6 separate regions of the Mus musculus genome follow, and regions 1, 2, 3, 5 and 6 are each linked to region 4. The links are chromatin contacts, called in public Hi-C and promoter capture Hi-C maps. All regions are on one chromosome and are shown on one strand. Each heading gives the region's core, a stretch centred on a gene start, on an enhancer-like site or on the middle of the called end of the contact. The rest is flanking DNA. Distances are from core to core; before and after follow the strand shown.

Region 1 (3,386 bases), core at 481-2,980, 1.3 Mb before region 4:
TGGTTATGAGCCACCATGTGGTTGCTGGTATTTGAACTCTGGACCTTCGGAAAAGCAGTCAGCCCTCTTAACCACTGAGCCATCTCGCCAGCCCTACACAATGCACTCTTAATCTCATTCAAGTTAAAAGTTGTTGTACTTGGTTCAGGACTGATGTGGTCTGCATCTAAAGAACAAATGTCTGTACAAAAGACTTGAAAATGACCTTTATACCCTAGAAAGTCTGTGTATACACACCCAATCTGAAGTAGACAGCCACTCCATAGTCCCAGCTACCATATAGAAATGTAGACAGCAGTTTTCTGTCCATAGAAATCTGATTTGTATGGTTCTGAGTTCTATAAGAAAGCAGGCTGAGCAAGGCAGCATCTCTCCTCCATGGCCTCTGCATCCGTTCCTACCTCCAGGTTCCTGCCCTGTTTGAGTTCTTGTCCTGACTTCTTTGGTAATGAATAATTTGGCCGTGTAAGTCAAATAAACCCTTTCCTCCCCAGCATCACAGCAATAGAAACCCTAGCTAAGACAGCAGCTAACTCAAAGTGTTTATTCATTCTGGAACAGTACATTGGGAGGATGGGGAGTTATATAAATGAACTGGGGTGCTGATAATGGGTAAGGACAGAGCTCTGATTGTCTCGCCCAGGGAACTATTAAGTCGGAGCCATCAGCGATGGGTTTCAAAGCAGCGGACACAGAATGACATTGAAAAGATCATTTGGTACTTGATGGGGGCAGGGCTGGAGAGTCAAGCGGTGAATTTGAAGTCTGTCATTAAGCTAAGTGAGGGTAAAAGGAGAAATGACAAAGGCCTATTACTTTGTTCTTTCTCTAAAAACTGTAAGCTTCAAGACGCAAGTCTTGCTGTACTCCCCAGCACTCTGAAAATTGCCACACGGAATTTGTGGGAAATGAACGAAGGCGTGGTGGTGGAGGTATTTTGAAGGGCTAGACTTAAGGGTCAACAGGCTTGAGTGAAGTAGTAATAAAATTTAGGTAACACTGAAAGCCGTTTGGGGATCCCAGGGTTCTGTCTCTGACGATTTCCCTTTGAAGGATACTTGGGGACCAGGGAATCTCAACGAAGAACTGATGTACACTGGTTTTTTTGTTTTGTTTTTCTGTTTTTATTAAGACCTTGGAAATGTTCTGTTCCTGGTACTTCATGAAGCGTCCTTGGTCTAGGAAAAGAACAGTAAGTACCTTTTAGGACTGAAAGGTGAACTAACTGAAAATGGAGGGCTGTCTGTTCTCCTTTAGTTACAAGCATTCCCTTAACGCACAGCTAAAAGCACTGCTAGGCTCTCCGACCCCGTGAGAATTATTTTCAGGGTTGGGTAGGAACAGACGATCCTAGGCTCAACCAAGACCGCTCCAAGCTTCCGAACCCTGCCCTCCCGGAGCCCGCCCTGTTCTCACACATCCCAGCCCTGGGGCGGCCACCTCGGCCCCGCCCTCTCTTCTTCCTCCTTTTCCTGCTCCCCCGCCCCACTTCCTTTCCCTGCGTCCGCCCCCTCCTCGCTCCCACCCAGGCTCTGCGTCCTCCCACGACCGCTCCCTCTTGGTCCTCCCTGACATCCCCTCCTCCTGGCTATCACCGCCCTTTTCAGGAGGACGGAGCAACCCCGTGCCTCATTCACCCAATGAGGAATCGACTCAGGGTGGGGCGGGACTTGGGCTAGAGCGGAAGTGGTGGCCAGAGCGGAAGTGCAGCTGCCGCCGCCGCCACCGCCGCCGCCGATTCCGGAGCCGGGTAGCCGCCGCCGCCACCGCCGCCACTGCCCCTACGGTCGCTGCCACCGCCGCTGCCGCCAGCCCCGCCTGAGGAGTGAGCCCGGGAAGGACGCAGTCGCTGCCCTCTGATCTTCCCGGAAGCGCCTTTGCTCCCTCCAGTCCTCCGCGGTGAGTGCGGCGTGGCTCCCAGGGGCCCCAGCCCAAAGCCCCTTGTCGGGCTGCGGCCAGGCTCACTGTCGCCGCCAGGCTTACTGCCGCCCCTCCCCGCTTCCGGCCAGGCCTGCGCCTCCGCGGGAAGCCCGGGCTTCTCTCTCGGCGCGCCGTACGGGGTGCGGCCAGGCCTGCGCGGCTGGGGACCGCTGGGCCGCAGGCTCCCCCCCTCCGGCACCATCTCTGCTCGGCGCCGCCCCTGCCTGCTCCCTTCGGGCCCCGAGCCATCCTTCTGGGCCTGTCAACCTCTCTCATTCTTTGTGGCTTTCAAAAATTGAAATGTTAGTCGAAGGCGGGCGAGTTCCCGAGCCGCGACGCCCCTGCCGCACTCCCCTGGATGAGTAAGGGTTTAACCTTGGCGACAGCTGGGGCGAATCCCTCTCCCACTTTGCAGTAAAGCTGTTTCATCATCGCTGGTGTGGGAAACCCAGCTGGACCCGAGATTCCCTGACAGCAGGGTTGAGGTTTGAATTAAGAAATGGATTTATCTGAACCTTTCACTGACTCAAACCGGATTCCCAATGGGGTGGGGGAAGATCAGGCTGAGAATTGAGTCTTTTCTCTTGATATTTGTCGTCTTTTACTGCCAGAATCTCGTGTGTCCATGCCCCAAATTCATCCATACACTTTTTTGTGGCATATATATATATATATGTGTGTGTGTGTGTGTGTGTGTATATGTTATATATTGTTTGAAATTTGTCTAGTAACCTCAGTGTTTGAGGAAGGAGTAGGCAAGATGTGGACCCTTTTTTGCAAGATGAGCGCATCTGGGTCTGTTGCAAATGGAGAACATGCGTGCATCGAGGATTCCAAAGGTGGCAGCGTTGGTGAGAATTTGCCAACCTCTGTAAAAATGCATGGCTCATGTCCTTGCCTTCAGTACATTTTCTCTGGTGAGACTAGATAGCACTGGACTCTTGATTTTACTTGCCTGGTGTGGGAGGTGGAATCTGGCAAGATGTTACAAATCTCTAAAATCCCGGGAGCCGGTGCAGAAAGGTGTAGCGCTTAAGAGAATATGAAAATTACATTTCTCACTGTATCTCAGGTGTTCCTGTGAAACCATACAGACACACAGTTTATGGGACTGAACACGTGCTTACTCAGCATCTCACATCTAGCTGCTGGAAATTTATACGAATATTACTGGGATCTTGGTGGATTTCTCTTGACTGCCTCCAGTGCAATCCATTTCTTTGGGTTGCCCGAGTCTTTTTAAAATTTTTTTATTTTATTTTAAGATCTATGTCCTTAGCATTATATAGCCGGCAGATACTGGTTTGTTTGTTTGTTTGTTTTGTTTGTTTGTTTGTTTTTTTCATCCCCACCCAAGTTAGAATTTTAAGCATGACCTTAGAAATGAAAGGCTGGAAATTCAGTACTAAATGCTAAATTATTTTCTTAGCCTCTGCCTTCTAACTATAAGAAACCATTCACCCATC
Region 2 (3,587 bases), core at 267-2,766, 1.4 Mb after region 4:
TGGGGGAGTGGGTTTTGTTTTTTTTCCCCCATTAATATAAAAACTAGTTTAGATTTCCTGTTTCTTTTTAAGGCTGAGCAGCTCAGTCACTGCGAGGGGGAAGTGAGGAGTTCCCTAGAATCTGTCATTGCTCAGCAATGCCAGAGTGGCTGCCTCTTTCATTTAGAAACTGCCAGCTTCAAGCCCTACCCGATTCTCTCTCTCTCTCTCTCTCTCTCTCTCTCTCTCTCTCTCTCTCTCTCTCTCCCCCACCCCCTTCTCAACTGTGAGAGAGGAAGAGATGGGAAAGAAAGCCAACCCTGTCTTATTCTCACAGGCCTTTCCAGAAGGATCCTTGGGCCAAAGGGCTTTCAATGCCTCCACACAGCGTCTTCCCCCCCCCCAACTTCGTACTCCCTCCTCCCTCAGTGGGAACCCCCCCCCCCGACCTCACACAGACTCCCCTGCATCCTTAAGCCATTGAGTGTTTCTTTTTCCCAGATGGAGAGAACTCCAGTGTGATTGGGGGTCTCTTGAAACACACACACACACACACACAAACGCACGCCTTCCTGAAGCAGGGTTAAGACTTCCTCCAACCCAAGAAGGGAGTTAAAGCGGCCCCAGCAGGAGGCACGGAGATTAAAGCCCTCAGGTCTCTAAGACCAGCCCTTCCCACCCCCTCCAGTTTTCTCACTTCCTAGGAGGGTAGGGAAGTGGCCCCTTCCTCATTCTCACTAGAGACACCAGGGCAACTACGTACCGGAGTTTAAAGCCCCCGCAGGGCTGCCCTGGGTCACCGCCCTGCATCCAACCCTACGACGTAGCCTGCAGAACTATCCAGAGCAAGGGACTCAACCTCTCTGGAGCCGAACTCTTCCCTGATCTTAAGGATCAGAAAATATAACCTACTGATGAGCCCGGTAACGGCACAGTCTGCTGATACCAGTGTAAGGTGCGTGGTACACAGACGCACTCGGACGCTGTTTTGCAGTCTAAGGCTTTGACTGTGCAATTCGAGCTGGGGCAAGGCTACGGAGCCCAGGGTCCCCGGTGCAGCTAAGGAGCCCCTACCCGGGCTTCTCCCTACACTGGCCCCCCAGCGGGGCGGCCCCGGGCAGCGGCCGCGCGGATGTAACCATTTCAAACTATGCACAAGGCGGGGAGCCACAGACAAAAGCGCAACGCGGGCCGGCCGGCCACAGGTGGCGGGAGCTCACCGACTGCAGGAAACGCAAGGTGCCCACGTAGTCGCGCTCGGTGCCCAGGATCTCGTTGAGTACGCACAGACGGAGGCGCAGCTGGCGCTCCGAGTCGCGGGCGGCCGCGCACGGCCCGGAGACGGGGCCGCGAGCATCGGGATGCGCACCGTCCCCGCCTGGGTCCCCGCCGCCGTCACCACCACCGCTGCCGGGTGCCTCCATAGCCGCGCGGCGCCCGAACTTCCCGCGCCGAGGTCGCGCCGCGGCTTAGGCGTCCGGGCTCCGCATCCCGGACAGGCGCCGCTCAGCGGGCCCGGGGCAGGCGGAGCGGGGGCGGGACCTGGGCGGGGTCATGGTGTATGGGCGGGGCCTTGGTAGAGAGGGCTGAGCGATGGGCGGGGAAGGAGGCGGGGTCAATCTGCTAGTGGGCGGGGATCTTTGTAGAAAATGGACGGGGTGGGGCGGCACCTCATGCGGAAACTGGGCGGGGACTAATGGAGAATGGACTGAGCTGGGGCGGAGTCTGGTGGGATTGGGCGGGGATTGGGCGGAGCCCCCTCCCGGCTTCCAGGGAGCGTCGGCCAAGAGCCGGTTCGTGCGCGCGCCGCACAGTCAGAGTTTGGGGCTGGAAATGCGTCGCCCCAGACCCCAGTCAGGTCGTGGTTCTGCTGAGTCTGTAGGCCAAGACCCATTCAGCAGTTCTGCAAGAGCAGCTCGCGCCATCCACCCGTAAGGAGTGCCCCGTGGGTGATCTGCTGGAGCCGGATCAGCGACCACCACGCGCATCTCCTGACGCCCGGAAGAGCAGCTCGACGCCCCCACCAACACGGCCGCTCATGCCCTCGGCTTACGGTGACCTTGGAAGAACTCTAGCTGCATCTTTGTCCTTACTTCTGTTTCTCTTTCCGTCGGAGCTCTGCGCCTACTGTCCCAGCGCTCCCCATCCCTAAGCAAAGGTGCCCACTTGGACGAGACCGTTGCAGGAAGCCGCCCTCGTACCCACCAGAGATAAAGCCAAAATGGGAATTTTGCTGCCAGCCGACAGGCTGTTCTGTGTGACCTTGATCTTTCAAACGTTCAGTTAACGTGCTAACCCCCCTTTACCCTCGAGAGGCATTGGGACCCGAGTCAGCCTCTGGGGTTCAGCCCCTCATTGATGACCTTGGTCAGCACCCCCATCCCACCTAAAGCTCCTCCGTTTGCCTCACAGTACAAGGGGAAGAACAGTAACACCTAACTCTTAGGGACCAGCATACGGCTGAGCCATAGTCCCTGGAAAGTGATTTTAACACCCTAGAAAGTCTTATCTTCGTTCTTAATTATTCCTGCCTTTGTCAACTGCCCTCTTGACCGGGCCTCTGAACTGCTTGTTCAATCCCTACCTGCCCCGCCTCAGATCTATTATCTCCTATGGAGTCAGTCCCTGTTTCACAAAATAGCCTCTGTGGAGTGTCATCATTTCTGGGGCAGGAGCACTGTCCTCTATTTACTTCCCTTCAAGATGCCTAGAATAGTTCTCTGGGGCCTTGAAGTAAAACAGTCTTTTGCACAAGGATAGAGGAGAGACTGTGGTAGCTCCTGCTACCCCTGGCCCTGTTCCTTTGGGGCCTAGGGCACCGTGACATTTGATGTGGGCAAGGTATCCTAGGTAAATGGATGTAAAAGGGTGAGCCCATCAGGTATTGGTCATGGAGTGAGTGTTTCCAAAGAATCATTATCTTCTTGTTTCTGAGCTTTCCAGACATAACACTGCTTCTGTCCTTAGATCCAGCACCTTTTTGGGTTTCAGTGGGCCCTGTCTTGAAATCATTACTCGCTAGCTGGTAGCAGTCACGAGCCAGCCAAATCCAGCTGCCTGGGTGACCTTGGCCAAGACACTTCACCTTTCTGAAGCTCCATTTTTTTTTTTTTAATCTGTAAGATGAGAGTCTGAGGGAACAAACCCAGGATTAGTGACATCTAGGGTCAGGTTAGTTCTCCATTGTAAGAGCATAGCAGCACACAGTACCCGGGATGTCCCAGGAGCACCCCGTCCACAGTTGTGAGCCGTCGGTGCCTTCTAAGGTAGCCAGAGAACCTCTGACACACGCAACACAGCTAGCTGGGTTAGGTAGTGCTAAGTAAACACTAGTCCCCTTCTCAGCCTGTGACCAAGGCTGGAGGTTAGCCTCACATTTACACATGGGTCCCACCCTCCAAACAAGAACTGACTGTCAGAAAGAATGACCGAGCACTTCCACATCTGTGGACGGGCCCCTCACATCATCTCCCACCCTGGAACAGTGACACTGCCTAGCACACGTGTCTGGATTTCTTGTGGAGCTCTTTGTTGCTGGTTTGTTGGATTTATGTAGCCCAGGACAGCCCTGAACTCCTGATCCTCCCGCCCCAGTCCCCAGAACGCTA
Region 3 (3,251 bases), core at 325-2,824, 1.3 Mb before region 4:
GTGAGATGGCTCAGCGGGTAAGAGCACTGACTGCTCTTCCAGAGGTTATGAGTTCAAATCCCAGCAACCACATGGTGGCTCACAACCATCCGTAATGAGATCTGACACCCTCTTCTGGAATGTCTGAAGGCAGCTACAGTGTACTTACATATAATAGTAAATAAATCTTTAAGATAAAAAAAGAAGGAAAGAGAGAAAATGAGAATGAGGACTCAGAGAAAGTGGGACTCAAGGCTGTCTTCATGTCAAAGCTTCTGAAACTTCGGGCAAAGGTTAGGAGCATTGTTAATATGCTGTTCTTTTGTTTAAAACTCTTCCAATTAGGGGATAAAATCCCAACTCTTTGGAGGGTTTAAAGCACCAACACAATTAAGGTTTTGTGTACTTCCTGTCTTAAATTGTCTCATTAATAGCTTATGCTGCTTAGTGTATCTGATGGGTCTCCGCACCTGGCATGCATTAGACACTCAACTCAGGGACATCTCAAATATCTCTTGAGAAGTTGCCCATGACTTCCTTTCTAAAGGATCCAACCTTATCACATTACTTTGTATTAATAGTTCTAATCTCAGAGGTCTCCTTTACTTACAAATGTAAGACAACTGGCCCCAGGAAGTTCTATCCTTGAAAGGACCCCATCTCGCCAGCCACATTCAGTCAATATACAAAAGTCAACTGAATTTTAAAATGAGTACATGAGGGGCGGACAGGTGCGCTAGCTATATGCGGGGGCGTGGTGGTAGAGGCTGGTGCGGCAGATGGCCCGGGGAAAAGAAAGACCCAGAGGACAGGATCAACACTTAGTCCAGGGCGCCGATGCGGGTGCAGGATGCCTGCAGGCCCGGAAGGTAAACGGGGGAGCGGGTTCCTACCTCGCGCCTGCAGCAGTCGCAGCGCGCGCTCGTACAGCGCCGAAGCCTCGGCGTACTGGCCGTTGCGGAAACTCTGGTTGCCGGCTGCGCGGAGCTCTTCCACAGAGTCTGAGAGTTTGGGGGCCATCCCGGGAGGCCGGCAAACAAGGACCACCTCCGTTCCCCGCCGAGGAGTGCGCAACAGCTTCCGGGTGGAAGCAGCGGATGCGTGCCCTTAAGGCCCGCAGCCGACTGGCCTGGGGGTGGTGGGGGGTGGTGATGGTAGACCGGGCCGCGGCTAGGCGGCCAGGGACGGAAAGAATCGCGGGGTCAAGCCCTGGGAGGGCCTGGTGCGGCGGCTGGACGCGGGGAAGGGAAAACCAGGGAGGCTGGGCCAACGGGAGGCCCGGTGCGGGGATGCGGGTGGAGGACGCAGGCCCGGAGGGAAACGTGGGGCGGGTTCCTACCTCGCGCCTGCAGCAGCCGCAGTGCGCGCTCGTACAGCGCCGAGGCTTCGCCGTACTGGCCATTGCGGAAGTTCTGGTTGCCGGCAGCGCGGAGCTGTTCCACGGAATCCGAGACTTTGGGGGCCATCTCGGGTGGGCTGGGAAACAGGGAGCAACGCACTTCCCAGCTAAGTGGTGCGCAACAGCTTCCACCCGGAAGCTAGGGCTGCGTGCCTTTAAGGCCCACTGTGGACCGGCCCTGAGGGGCGGGGCCAGACGAGGCGGGGCTAGACGGGGCGGAGCTAAGCGGCCGGAAGAGTGGGCTCAAGCCCTTAGCTCTGTCCGGCCGCTCTTCCTTGTCCAGGGGCGGGGCCAGGGAAGGGCGGAGCTAAGAGGGTCGGAGGCGGGGGCGTTGAGAAACAAGGCCTTTGGCGTGAGCTCTGTCTGGAACTCGTGGTCAACAAGTTTGAAGATGGTGGCTGGCACTCCAGTGCTGAAGCGACAGCTGAATCACCGAAGGAGGCAGACTATCTTCCCTCCGTTGGACCTGGGAAGCAATTAATCCACGACCAAGAGAAAACATACTTTTTGTCAAGATTGTTTGTTTTCGAGACAGGGTTTCTCTGTATAGTCCTGGCTGTCCTGGAACTCACTCTGTAGACCATGCTGGCCTCGAACTCAGAAATCTGCCTGCCTCTGCCTCCCAAGTTTTGGGATTAAAGGCGGGTGCCACCACGCCCGGCTCGTCAAGATCTTAATACTATAAAGAAGCAAAGAGCGGGATGATGCAAACGTGTGGAAGTCTAAGGCACCCTCGAGGACTGTATAGGATAGAGTGAGAATGATGAAAATTTTTTATACGCACAAAAGAATATAATGCACTTAAAAAAAAAATTGAAGCAACATAATCCAAAGTTGAGGTCTGCAGTTCCACCACTTTGGAGGCCAAGGACAGTATAGCTGAGCTCCTGTTTTAAAACAAAACCAAGAAAACACAATGATGTTATAGGTGATAGGTTATTTCTCCGTTGCCGATGAAATGAGCCAATTTAAACCAGATTATAGTAAAGGCAGGTTTATTGGGAAGCTGCTTTCGGGCAAGTTCACCGGTCCCAAAGGAGGAGGCCAGGGAAGTCGCCATGGGGACGGGGGTGGGGGGGGGCGGGGGGTGGGAGGGGGAAAGAAAGAAAGAAAGAAAGAAAGAAAGAAAGAAAGAAAGAAAGAAGGAGGGCACTTATGCATAGAGAGAAAAGAAGGGCAGACCAAAGTGTCTGGATTATATAGGGAGGAGCCTCTGGGGGAAGGGCAGCCCAGCCTCTGGGCTTAAAGTTCAGGGGTGGGGGCATGGCATGGCAGGTAGGCACTGAGGGATGCTGGGAGAACCTGGAGATTGGGGAAGGCAAACAATAGGAAATACCCCTGTGGAGGCTGTTAAACCTGAGCAGGCCACAGAGAGCCTCTGAGGCAGAGAATCAGCTGAAACCTGAGATGTCGGGATCAGGATTCCAGAAAGCTGGAAAGCGCCTGGCATCTTGTGGACCATAAAACTTATTTAGTGGGTGAATACAGATGGATACAGATGAATACAGTGAATACACATGGATAACACTGGAGCTGGGCTTGGTGGTGGACGCTTTAATCCCGGCACTTAGGAGGTAGAGGCAGGTTGGTTTCTGAATTTGAGGCCAGCCTGGTCTACATAGCATGTTCCAGGCCAGTCAGGGAATATACAGATGCTGCTTCAAACAAATCCCTACAAACAACCCTAAACTAAAAATATACCCACTACGCCCCTAAAAACAGAACGGTGAGGGCTCAGCGACGGAACTTCAGAAATCTGTGAGTTTTATTTTTTTAAAAAGATTTATTGATTTTATGTATGTGAGTACACTGCAGCTGTCTTCAGTCACACGCCAGAAGAGGACATCAGATCCCATTACAGGTTGTGAGCCAC
Region 4 (3,611 bases), core at 310-2,809:
AGAGCGTGTCAGAGTATGCTAAATACTGGTATCATCATTTTTAAAAGCAGTCTAGTCTTCATACCCTGCACCCCAAACTTTCTTGGCACCTCTTAGAAGCAGCATCAAACATAAAAAGAATAACAAGATTCAAGAGCAACAGACAAGCTGGGCATGGTAGAACATGCCCTTAATCAGAGGCCAGCTTGGTCTACAGAGATTGTTCCAGGACAGCCAGGGCTACACAGAGAAACCCCTTCTTGAACCAGCCCTGTCTCTTTTGCTCCAAACGGTAGAATGAATCTGGGCAGGTAAACTCTTTTAGGATCTTTGCTATTTTTAATCTGTAAATGCAAATAATGATAGTCTCCTCAAAAGACCACAACTCGAACTAAACGCCCTCACATTTGCACACTACTGAGCACTTCACAGCCAAGGCAGCCACCCTAGCAATGTGGTTACTGACCGACCACTTGACAAATGGCTGCCGTGCTTCTTCTGAGAAGCAAGAAGTGCTGTCCCAAGAGTGAGGCACACCAGAGCTCAAGAAGTTAGCACACACACACACAAACAGTCAACAACTCCATTAACGTGATTTTACATTGGTTATGTGAATTCCTAATTATAATCTGAAATGTATTAACTAAAGCATGAGTAAATTATTCCACTTACATATTTTACATTCCTGAGATGTGACTGTTAGAAAAGTTTAATTAACAAATGTGACTTGCATTATTTCTCTTTTGGAGAGCCCAGGTTGGCCTAGTGCCCGGCACACAGAAAGCATTCCAAAAGGTGGCTTCCACCCACAACAGATGGGATGTCAGGGGCTGCGGCTGCATCCCCCAGGCAAACTCTAGCCCTTCGTTCATTCATTTAGTAAACATCTATAGTGTCTGGCCTGCTGAGACGCTGTGGGTGCATGGAGCAACATCAGGTAAGGTCTTCTTCCTCCTGGGCATTCCTACCTGCTGGGACAGGCAGACGTCAATCAACACTTTCAAACTGTTGAAAGCTACTGATGTGTAGGGACACCAGAATGTTCAGAGTGTCGCACCAGGGTCAGAACTCGGGACCCCGGAAGCCTTCGGAAGGAAGACTGGGAAGATGAAAAAAAGTTTACTAGACTAGACGTAGGGGCGGCGGACTCTGAGGGTGGCCAGAGCGAGGGATGGAGAAGGAACAGAACCAGGCCGGGAGCAGCCTAAGCCTAGGGAGGGCGGCGAAGGACCAGATCTGCAGGGCCCGGAAAAAGGGGAGGGTGGAAACCAGCACCGGAGCACCCCGGGCATTGCAATGCTGCGGGAAGAAGCGAATGAGAGCGGCCTGGACCGAAGCCGGGCAGTGGAGAAGGAAAGAGGGCCGGTACCGACCGCAGGGGGATTACCGGATCGGCACCGTGCCCGGGCTTGGAGGTCGGGCAGACGCTGCCCTCCGCCTCAACCCCAACCTCGGTCCCCGGCTCCCAACCCTCAACACTCTGTCTCTCTGCCTCGAGCCCCGAGCGTCCCTCACTCACCCGGCACCCGCCGAGGCCCAGCTCCGCGCCCGCGTCCCGCCGCCGCTCCACTGGCCCCGTCTGCCCCGCCCTCCTGAAGCCCCGCCCTGCGAAGGGCGGCCCGGGCTTCTATTGCTCCGCTTTGCTGTCAAGATGAAAAGTCTCGCTTTCACTGGGTTGTTTGTCTGTCAATAAAAGGGAGGCGGGCCTAACTGAGGGCGCGGGCTGGAGCGACGCCGGCTGGCCCCTCCCCTCCGCGGAGGCCTCTTAAAGAGACAGACTACCATTCTTCTGCAGGCTATTGGGTCTAAAGGAACGTGATTTCCCAGCAGACACTAGAGGCTGCTCCCCACCCAAACTTTTTTTCTCTTTTATTTCTGTACACAGCCTCCGGGTGAAGGAGGTTGGAGGGGCGGGGAGGGGGCGCGCTCTGGGTCCTTGAGACCCATTGTTGTAAGGAGCAAGCTATCCTCTGGTGATGCTCACCTGATCCGACTCAACGATGGGAATAGCTGATTTAGGGAACTGAGTGGGAGGTGACAGTCGTGTCAGAGGCTATGAGCAGCCGCGGCTGCTCACTACGGAGATGGAGCTAATTATACCGGCACCCAGGGCTGACCGTGGGCGCTGAGCAGAGGCAGAGGGGTACAGCTCAGCTGTGCTGTTGGTAGGGATCCGTGGGAGGTGGCGTTCGTCACCGCACCTGCGGATCTAACAAGGCCGGGCACAGCGCCAAGGACTCACTCCTGCCATCTCCCTTAAAGCTCACAGCAGGCTGGTAGGGAGGGCTAGTATGCGATCCCCAGTTGCAGAAGAAAAGACTAGGGGTCTTATGGGACCAACTAACTATACAACCGGTGACTATACAGCAAGACGCTATCTCCCTGTTTAACTCCAAATTTTGTTTTTTTTAATCATTTCTCTTAGCAGATCCTTAGGACAATGCCAGAAGACAGACATTTTGTTATCCATTCTGTAGAGACTCGGCTGGCCGCTCAGCAGAGAGATGGAAATAATGGCTACCTTTTACTGTCTTTGAAGCAGTTTTACAGGCACAGTTACATTGACTCCTGCAATTGAATTGAATTGAAGCGGATTCTTATCAGCTGGTGAACAGGATGGTGCCCAGGAAGCAAAGCTCCCCTCCCACAATCACAGTGCTAATAAGGCCTGTGCAGGGGCCGGCCAGTCACACTTCCAATAGGTTCACATACTGCCTGCTTCCAGCCAGTCTCTGTCTTTGTTTTATCGAAAGCCACCCAGGATAAAGCATATGGCCGTGTTCCAAAATAGCTTTACGCTGGAACATAGGGTAGCCACCCTTGTCTGCAGCACCATTCTGGACCCCAGGTCCTTTGCTGCTCTGTGGGAGCCTCATACGACCCTATCAGATTCACATTATTATCTCTTATTGTCCTCCGTAGTCTTGTGAGCATCCTCTTTGTGGTGGGTTGTTTATTTCTTTGTTTGCTGCCTATTTTGAAACAGGGTGTTTGCAGGGACGTTTAAACAGATGTGTCCCCATTTCCCCTCCCCCTAAGGCACCAATGACAAACCAAAGAGTATTCCATTCAGTCAGTCCAACTTGGGGAGCCAGCGAGGGCCTTGATGTCACCTTCAGAACATGGATGTCTGGGTTTGTGTTTCCATTGCTGTGCTAAAACATCACAGCCAAAGGCAACTTGGGGGAGGAAAGGGTTGATTTGGCCTGCACCCCCGAGGTCTACAGCTGAGGGAAATCAGGGCAGGAAGTCAAGGCAACAACCAAGAAGCAGAGGCCAAGAAGAAGCACTCCTTACTGGCTTGCTCCAGGTAGCTTGCTCCAGCACTTTCTTATACAACCCAGGAGTGTCACTGTCCACAGTGGGCTGGGCCCTCCCCACAACCATCACCAATCAAGAAAAGGCTCCACAGACTTGCTTAAAAACCTAATTTAATGGAGGCATTTTCTCAACTGAGGTGTCCTCTTTCCAGATGACCCTAGCTTGTGTCAAGTTGACAAAAGCTAACCAGCACAATGCACCCACCACCACACCACCAGAAAGTCTCACCTCACCACCAATAATGGCTTTCCCATAGTCCTCCCCTCTTCAGCCAGCTTCCCACTTTACAAGGCCATGTGCAATTAGAACAC
Region 5 (3,539 bases), core at 1,014-3,513, 1.7 Mb before region 4:
CTATTCAGTGAGCCACAGTTAAGGCAAATTCCTATAGACATACCCAGATATCCACTTCACGGGTGATTCTAGAGCCTATGAATTTGACAGATAACACTAACCAGCCCAGGGATCCAGATGTTTGGGAGCCTGAATAGATTGGCCAACGTCATATAATTTGAATTAAGATTAGTAGATTTCGGTGGATGAATCATGTCCTGTCCCCTGAGATGTCCTCATCTTAGCCTCTGTAATTTGTAAATATCTCATGGGGTCAAAGAGATGTTATAGGTGTGCTTAAGGATCTTCAGATGGTGAGACTATTCCAGGTTCTCCCAATAATGGGCCCAATGTAACTGTAAACATTCTTATAAGTGAGAGGCAGGAAGCTGGAGGTGACGTGTCTCCTGATCTTTTCTACTCAAGAGGCTGAAGTGGGAGAACTGAAAGTTCAAGACCAACCTGAGTAAGTGTCTCAAAAACAAATCTTTGAAACAGGGTCTTACTCATGGTCCTGACTGGCCAGCTGACCTCAAACGCAGCTGAGGTTAAAGGCGTGCATCACGATGCCCAAATTTCTCAAATATTTGAACATGACTTTTGTAAGAGACATGAGCATTCACACTTATGATTCCAGGACTTCCAAATGTGACACAGAAGGATTGTGGACTTGAAGTCAGCCTAGATTACATCAAGTTCTCTCTCTCTCTCTCTCTCTCTCTCTCTCTCACTCACACACACACACAAAGAGAGAGAGAAAGAGAGAGAGAAAGAGAGAGAGGGAGAGAGAACACAGAGGGGGTATTCAGGACTCAGTCAGTTGCCGTTGTGACAACAGAAGCAAGATGTCGGAGTGATGTGGGGAAGACCATGGACCAAATAATACCAGTAGCTCAGTAGCTTCTGCAAGTTGGAAAAGAGAACCAGTACCCAGAGAGACAGCAGCCTTCCCAGCTCCCCGGTGTCTTTAGCAAAGCAACAAAATACATTTGTGTTATTTGAAGTCACTATGTAGTAATTTGTTATAAATGGAACAGGAAACTAACACTTAGATTTGGGCGGGGGGGGGGCGCGGACGGGGGACAGGACACCTATTTAAATGTGAGTTTCTGAGAAACAAACATTTCTAAAGTATGTGTCCCAAATGTTACATAAGGAACCTAGTCTTAAAAATAGACCTTTGTTTATCTGAAATTCAAATTTAACTGAGAGTTCTATATTTTATTTGGCAGCCTAGAAGCTGGTGACTGGAGAGAAGGGAGGACTGCAAGTCTCATGACTTGTAACCTGGGGTGGCGGCACACACTCACTGTCTCAGAAGACAAGGCGCAAGAGTCATGAGTTGGGGGCCAGCTGGTCTACAAAGGCACCCTCTATTAAAAACAAACAAAACAGATAAACATAACTCAGAATTCCCAGGGTACCTCGAACCCCTCTCACATATTTAGTTTGACATCTGGCAAAATCCATTGTGTCCTTATGTCCTTGAAGGTCACTTCCCACCACTCTAGGACTCCACTTATTCATAAGGTAGGGAAAGGATGAGGGACTTAAGGTTATCCCTTTGAATATGACATTTTCTTAGACCGACGAAATTTCTCTCTAGAAATGGTCTGTTGTCCTTATTCTACCTAAAAGAGATTTGCCTCGAAATTACAGTTGCACAAACCATGGGTATGTGTGGTGAGGCTAGTAAATGGGTCAGATGTGGAGTTAATAAACTCCTTTTCAAACTACTGCTGTCTCGAGACAACATTGTGAGCCCCAGAGCAGGAAACAAGTAGTTTCTGAGTCGGGGTCCAGGGCAAGAATCGTTATTCACGAAGAAATAGAGGCGAAGAGGCTAGTGCACTTGGCCAAAGCGGCTCAGCTGATGGCATACTGACACAGGCAGCCAGTCCAGACATCAGCTGAGGACAGAGTAGTTCTGCAAATGATAAGCCTGAGGTCTAGGTCTGAAGCTGGTTTCTGCATTGATTTGCCGCTTCTCTAGAGGTCACAGCAGGCAGGGGGATTGAAAAAAAAAAATATATATATATATATAAAATGAAAATAAATAAATAAAAAGACAATTTAATGAGAAAATGATGTAGAACACTAGGCATATGGCAGTGTGTTCCAGCTTCCCTCCCCGAGGCCTCAGTTTCCCCACCCGAAACCCAACTCAGCTGCACAGCCGGGGCCACCAGGTGGTGTCAAGCCCCAAGTCAGCACTACAAAGTTCACTCATGCGCATTCCCGGATGGGCGCCGCCTACACGCGGCTCGAGCGTCACTTCCGGCGCGAGGGCCGGGCCGGCCGGCCGGGGAGTGCGGGTCTGTTCTGCGCGCGCTGCCAGCCGAGGCTCCTGCCGCCGTGACCCGCGCTCCGCCCGCCGCCGGGCTGGTGAGTGCCCACGAGCCCGGGTGTGCGCCGAGGGGCCAGAGATAGGGACCGGAGAGGGCGAGATCGCCGGAAGTGGGCCAGAGGGGCGGGAGACCCCAGGAAATGGGGACACCTGGGGAGGGGGCGAAGACCGGAAGTAGGGGCCTTGGGACGCTGTCAGCGGCTCGCAGGTCTCTGGGGCTCCGAGAGAGATGGCTTCCTGCCTCCTGTTGTTGTGGACGAGAGGGGATGCCCCGGAGAGAGAGATGGCTCCAGGTGGGGAGGGTGTCAGGCTTTATTTCCTGTCCATCACGTCGTTGTCGAGGCTGACAGCCACTGCTGAGCCCTTGGGGATACAGCAGGAAGCTGCAGGTGGAAGATAGAGATGATGAGACCAGGGTGGGGCTTGACCCTTCTTCGCTCTGCCTCACTGGACAGGGCTTGCCGTACTTCCCCTGATGTTGACGGAGTGCTGTCGCGAGCCGGCACTGGGTCTTGTGGTGACTCCACAGGCAAGTTCTCTGGCCTGTAGTGATGATTCACATTGTAGGAGGTCAGTTCCCTCCTTTGTAAAGTGGCAACTGACGATAATCAGCACGCTCAGTTATTGTGAAGATGAAATGTGGAGCCGACAGTGTAGTTCAGTGGGAGAGTGGTGCCTTGCATGTGCAAGGCCCTGGGGTTTATCTCCAGCAACAAATGCCCAGGAAGAAATAAAGAAACAGATGTACAATGGGGAGCTTGATTCAAAGCAGAACCCTCAGCCTGTAGGACCTCTTTGCATCAGTCCATGATGTAAACCGCACGAGGCAAGGCGTTATTGTTTTCTGCTGTGTCCCTAGCATCTGTCAGCACAGTGCCTGACAGGTACAGGAGGCCATCAGTAATTCTTTGATAAATGACTGGGTGGGAACTGACCCAGAAGAGTTCCTTGTAGACACCTGTGACACTAAGTAAAAGTTTCTAAAGACGAATAGGAACCCAGGGCTGTAGAAACCTGGAGGAACTCACCCTGAGGAAGGGGGCGGGGGGGGGGGGGGATGGAGCGGGGATTTACAGACTAGATCCCATCGCAGTTGGGCCTTGGCAGCTAACATGGAGAGAAGCCTTCATGCAGAGAGTGTCAGATGTGTGAGATAGTCTAAGAATGTGGATTATTAGTTTGTCCTCCCTGGTAAATGGAGGAGAGAAAGGAG
Region 6 (3,152 bases), core at 210-2,709, 1.5 Mb after region 4:
CTGAATTCTTAGCACAGTACAGAGTCACTGAAAGGTTTGAACCAGGTTTACAGAGCTAAACTCAGCCTGACTTAGCAAGCCTGGCTCTGGTCAGCACCTTTGCACAGTAGATTTCTAAGGCAAGGGTTCAGATGGGTTTGGTTACCATAGAGACGGCTGTGTGGACACAAACAATTATGATAATGAAGCTACAGACTTGAGCACTGGGGGATGTAAACGGAACGGGTTCTGGGTGTGTTTTGCTGGAGAACACATCCTGCCACACAAAGGGTCTGATGATGAAAAGGAACCTGTCATGAATATGAACGAAACCCAGGGACCACAGAGCCAAGATGCTGGTGCCATAGCAACCCGGGATCCAAGGGCTTCTCTTCTGTTCCAGGAATAAGAAGGGCAGAGTGTGAGTGTTGCAGCTCTAAAGGGAAAGGCTTCCCCTATAGAAGTGTTACAGCTCTGCTGTGGCGGCTGCTGTCTGGGAAGTTTTCCCCAGTCCAAGTTACAGCTGTTCCTCAGCAAAGCTACTCTGAGAGGTATCCTGGCTATCGGGAGTCAAGGAATACCACAAAGTTACACTGCACAACAAACCTCACACAAGAGATTTATTGGGAGGGTGGCTGCCTCTGCTCAAGCCGGAAGCAGCAGCGAACTGAGCAGCAGACAGGGTTTATATGGAGTTTCTTGGGAATGGCGGGAGCTTTCCCGGTAAAGATTTCCAGGGTGAGGATTGCTGGGATTTCAACTCCTGAGCTTGGAACAGCTCAGGAATTGGTGGGTTTCTGGGGCCAATTCAGTGATTGATGCATTTCTGTTCTTGGCCCTGGTTTTAGGCTTGAGGTCTAGTTAAGGTCAAGGTGTTTTTTCTTTGGCCCTTTATCCTACACAGAAGTCATGCGAAGAGGGCCTCTGTCCACCGGCATCTTGTAATCAGGCTCTTGTTAAATTCTGATAAGCCCCAACCCCAGAAGAACCAGGCAGCCTCATTCTGAAGAATAGGAAACCGGAACTCAAAGGGATGGTGTGGGCTGCTGACATCGGTTGGCATCACCAGGTAGAAAGCTTTGCCTAGTCTGTCTGTCCTTCCCTCTTGGATTACATAGTACGTTTCCATCGGTTAATGTGTGAGGATCACAAGTTCAAAGCTAACCTGAGATACACAGTGAGATCCGGTCTTTAAAAAGTAAAGGATTTTTCTATGCTAGTAGAAAGGAGCAGAGTATCCCCAACAGCATCGCCAACGAGTTTCCTGAGAGAGCTAGAGAGAGAGAGAGAGAGAAGCTGTTGACTAAAAGTTGCCGAGCGCACACGGATACAGACAGGAACCAAGTCTACAGGGAAGGGCCAAGTCTACAGGTCCGAGAGGCTCCGCTGAGCGCGGAAAGGTCGCGAGGCGGAACCACACTAGCAGGGTGAAGTGTGTTGTGGGAGCGGTGTTCATGGCGGAAGAGGCCGGAGGATTTCCGAAGCGAGCGGAAGCGGCGCGGTCAGGGTCGGAAGGAGTCGGAGGCATGGCTGGTGTGTCCTCGGAGGCGGAGGCCGAGGCGCTGGCCGCGGCGCGCGAGCGGAGCCGCCTCTTCCTGAGCGGCCTAGAGCTGGTGCAGCAGGGCGCCGAGGCGCGCGTTTTCCGTGGCCGCTTCCAGGGCCGCGCGGCCGTGGTGAAGCACCGCTTCCCGAAGAGTTACCGGCACCCGGAGCTGGAGGCGCGGCTCGGCCGTCGGCGGACGGTGCAGGAGGCGCGCGCGCTGCTCCGCTGCCGCCGTGCGGGTGAGGGGGGCCGGACGGGGCTCCGGGAGACGGGACAGACAGGGCTGCGGGAGACCGGTGGGACGGGAGAGACCGGGCTCCGAGTTCCGGGGGTCCGGACCAAATAACAACGCCCTGGGTAGTTTTAAGCATCTGTCCTGCCAGGCGCGCGTCTGGAGCTAGCTTTCTGAATTCAGATTATACCCTTCTGTGAGTTGCCTTGCCTAAATTTCCCGAGTTCTAATCGGAAGTCATAGTCGAGTTCGCATCTCGGGGATGTTGTGAGTGGCCTATACAAACGTGTATGTTGGCATGACATCCAATAAATGTCAGACTTCATGAAATCGTGTTTTGTTTGTTTGGTTTTGTTTTTTTCCAGACGGGGGTCTCATTGTAGCTGTGGCTTTCGTGAATCTCACTATGTAGACCAGGCAGATCTATAACTCAGAGATCTGATTAGCACAACTCCCATCTATTTTTAACACCCATTTGCTAGCCCCACGGAAAAGTTTTGTCCTCTTGAGAAACTGAGACACAAACGGGGAAAGGGCCAGAAGTTTCACAGCCACCAGGCCGCCTGACTTGGTGGCCCAGAACTGTGGCCTCTGCTTTTACACCTCTGTTCTTTTCTCCTTAGTGGTTGATAGGTGCCAGGAGACTGGGAAACGCAGCAGTGAACAGGCCTGTGCTTTTCTGCCCTAGAGGGGCAATGGAATTATAAAGAAGTGTTCATATATTCTCCTTTACCTTTTGTAAGTTTTACCAGACAGGGGTGGGGGCTACCTTGGTACCCCAGTTTCTAGGAAACTGTTCTGAACCTGGTTGACATTCAGGAGAGACTCCTGGCGTTAACTGGAGGTTTTGTTACCACTTTACAGTTGTGGAGACCGAGGCATAGAGTAGCTAAGGGAACCTTGAGGTTTCACGCCTAATAAGGGATTTGAACCTGCCTGTTCCAGAACACAGATGAGCCTGTAAGGTGACACCCTGCTTAGCCACTTGCCTGGTGACTGTCAGGTAGAAACTGCTCAGACTGCAGGATGCTTTCCTTCTGGCTTCTTGTTTTGTTTGTTTTTAGGGAGCAGCAATGAATTCCAGTCCTCAGGTGGCTTGAGAAAGGAGGAGCAAGCCTTGATACTTCCAGACTTACCCTGGCCTGGTCTCAGGCCGTAGTCCTGCAGGGCTTTAACAGGGCAAGCTCTGGATAAATTGTATCATTTTCCACAGTAGTCTAAACCCTGTTCCAAAGCAGGTTTAGGCTGAGAAACTGTCTGCCTGTGCATGAAGCCGGCCTTCATGAAGATGCGCTCCCTAACCACGTGTGTCCATTGCAGGGATAGCTGCCCCAGTCGTCTTCTTTGTGGACTATGCGTCTAACTGCTTATATATGGAAGAAATCGAAGACTCGGTGA

What was found. Promoter capture Hi-C pulls out the DNA fragments that hold promoters and counts their contacts. A called contact is a pair of places that touch in the nucleus more often than the background predicts.
Region 1: a promoter capture Hi-C map of pre-B cells shows a contact between it and region 4, with 6 times the contacts expected there. The contact joins the promoter of Ywhab here to the promoter of Elmo2 in region 4. A contact is called at or near these places in 3 of 39 promoter capture datasets (erythroid cells, liver and pre-B cells).
Region 2: a promoter capture Hi-C map of liver shows a contact between it and region 4, with 3 times the contacts expected there. The contact joins the promoter of Prex1 here to the promoter of Elmo2 in region 4.
Region 3: a contact with region 4 is called in a promoter capture Hi-C map of erythroid cells, with 6 times the contacts expected there. The contact joins the promoter of Tomm34 here to the promoter of Elmo2 in region 4. A contact is called at or near these places in 3 of 39 promoter capture datasets (erythroid cells, liver and pre-B cells).
Region 5: a contact with region 4 is called in a Hi-C map of B cells, with 6 read pairs. The contact joins the promoter of Ttpal here to the promoter of Elmo2 in region 4. A contact is called at or near these places in 1 of 39 promoter capture datasets (liver) and 1 of 484 Hi-C or Micro-C datasets (B cells).
Region 6: a contact with region 4 is called in a promoter capture Hi-C map of liver, with 3 times the contacts expected there. The contact joins the promoter of Trp53rkb here to the promoter of Elmo2 in region 4. A contact is called at or near these places in 2 of 39 promoter capture datasets (both in liver).

The regions. Positions count from the first base shown.
Region 1 is chr2:163,993,467-163,996,852 of GRCm38.p6, forward strand. It overlaps Ywhab (tyrosine 3-monooxygenase/tryptophan 5-monooxygenase activation protein, beta polypeptide), which reads left to right and starts at 1,731. Exons shown (of 6, transcript NM_018753.6): 1 at 1,731-1,899.
Region 2 is chr2:166,712,316-166,715,902 of GRCm38.p6, forward strand. It overlaps Prex1 (phosphatidylinositol-3,4,5-trisphosphate-dependent Rac exchange factor 1), which reads right to left and starts at 1,517. Exons shown (of 40, transcript NM_177782.3): 1 at 1,200-1,517. The coding sequence starts at 1,403. It overlaps Gm46777 (a long non-coding RNA gene), which reads left to right and starts at 1,514. Exons shown (of 3, transcript XR_001783555.2): 1 at 1,514-3,587.
Region 3 is chr2:164,069,595-164,072,845 of GRCm38.p6, forward strand. It overlaps Tomm34 (translocase of outer mitochondrial membrane 34), which reads right to left and starts at 1,575. Exons shown (of 7, transcript NM_001291155.1): 1 at 1,319-1,575. The coding sequence starts at 1,445.
Region 4 is chr2:165,324,920-165,328,530 of GRCm38.p6, forward strand. It overlaps Elmo2 (engulfment and cell motility 2), which reads right to left and starts at 1,560. Exons shown (of 21, transcript NM_080287.2): 1 at 1,499-1,560.
Region 5 is chr2:163,600,051-163,603,589 of GRCm38.p6, forward strand. It overlaps Ttpal (tocopherol (alpha) transfer protein-like), which reads left to right and starts at 2,264. Exons shown (of 5, transcript NM_181734.3): 1 at 2,264-2,364.
Region 6 is chr2:166,792,308-166,795,459 of GRCm38.p6, forward strand. Trp53rkb (transformation related protein 53 regulating kinase B) reads left to right here and starts at 1,460. Exons shown (of 2, transcript NM_023815.4): 1 at 1,460-1,761; 2 at 3,075-3,152. The coding sequence starts at 1,506.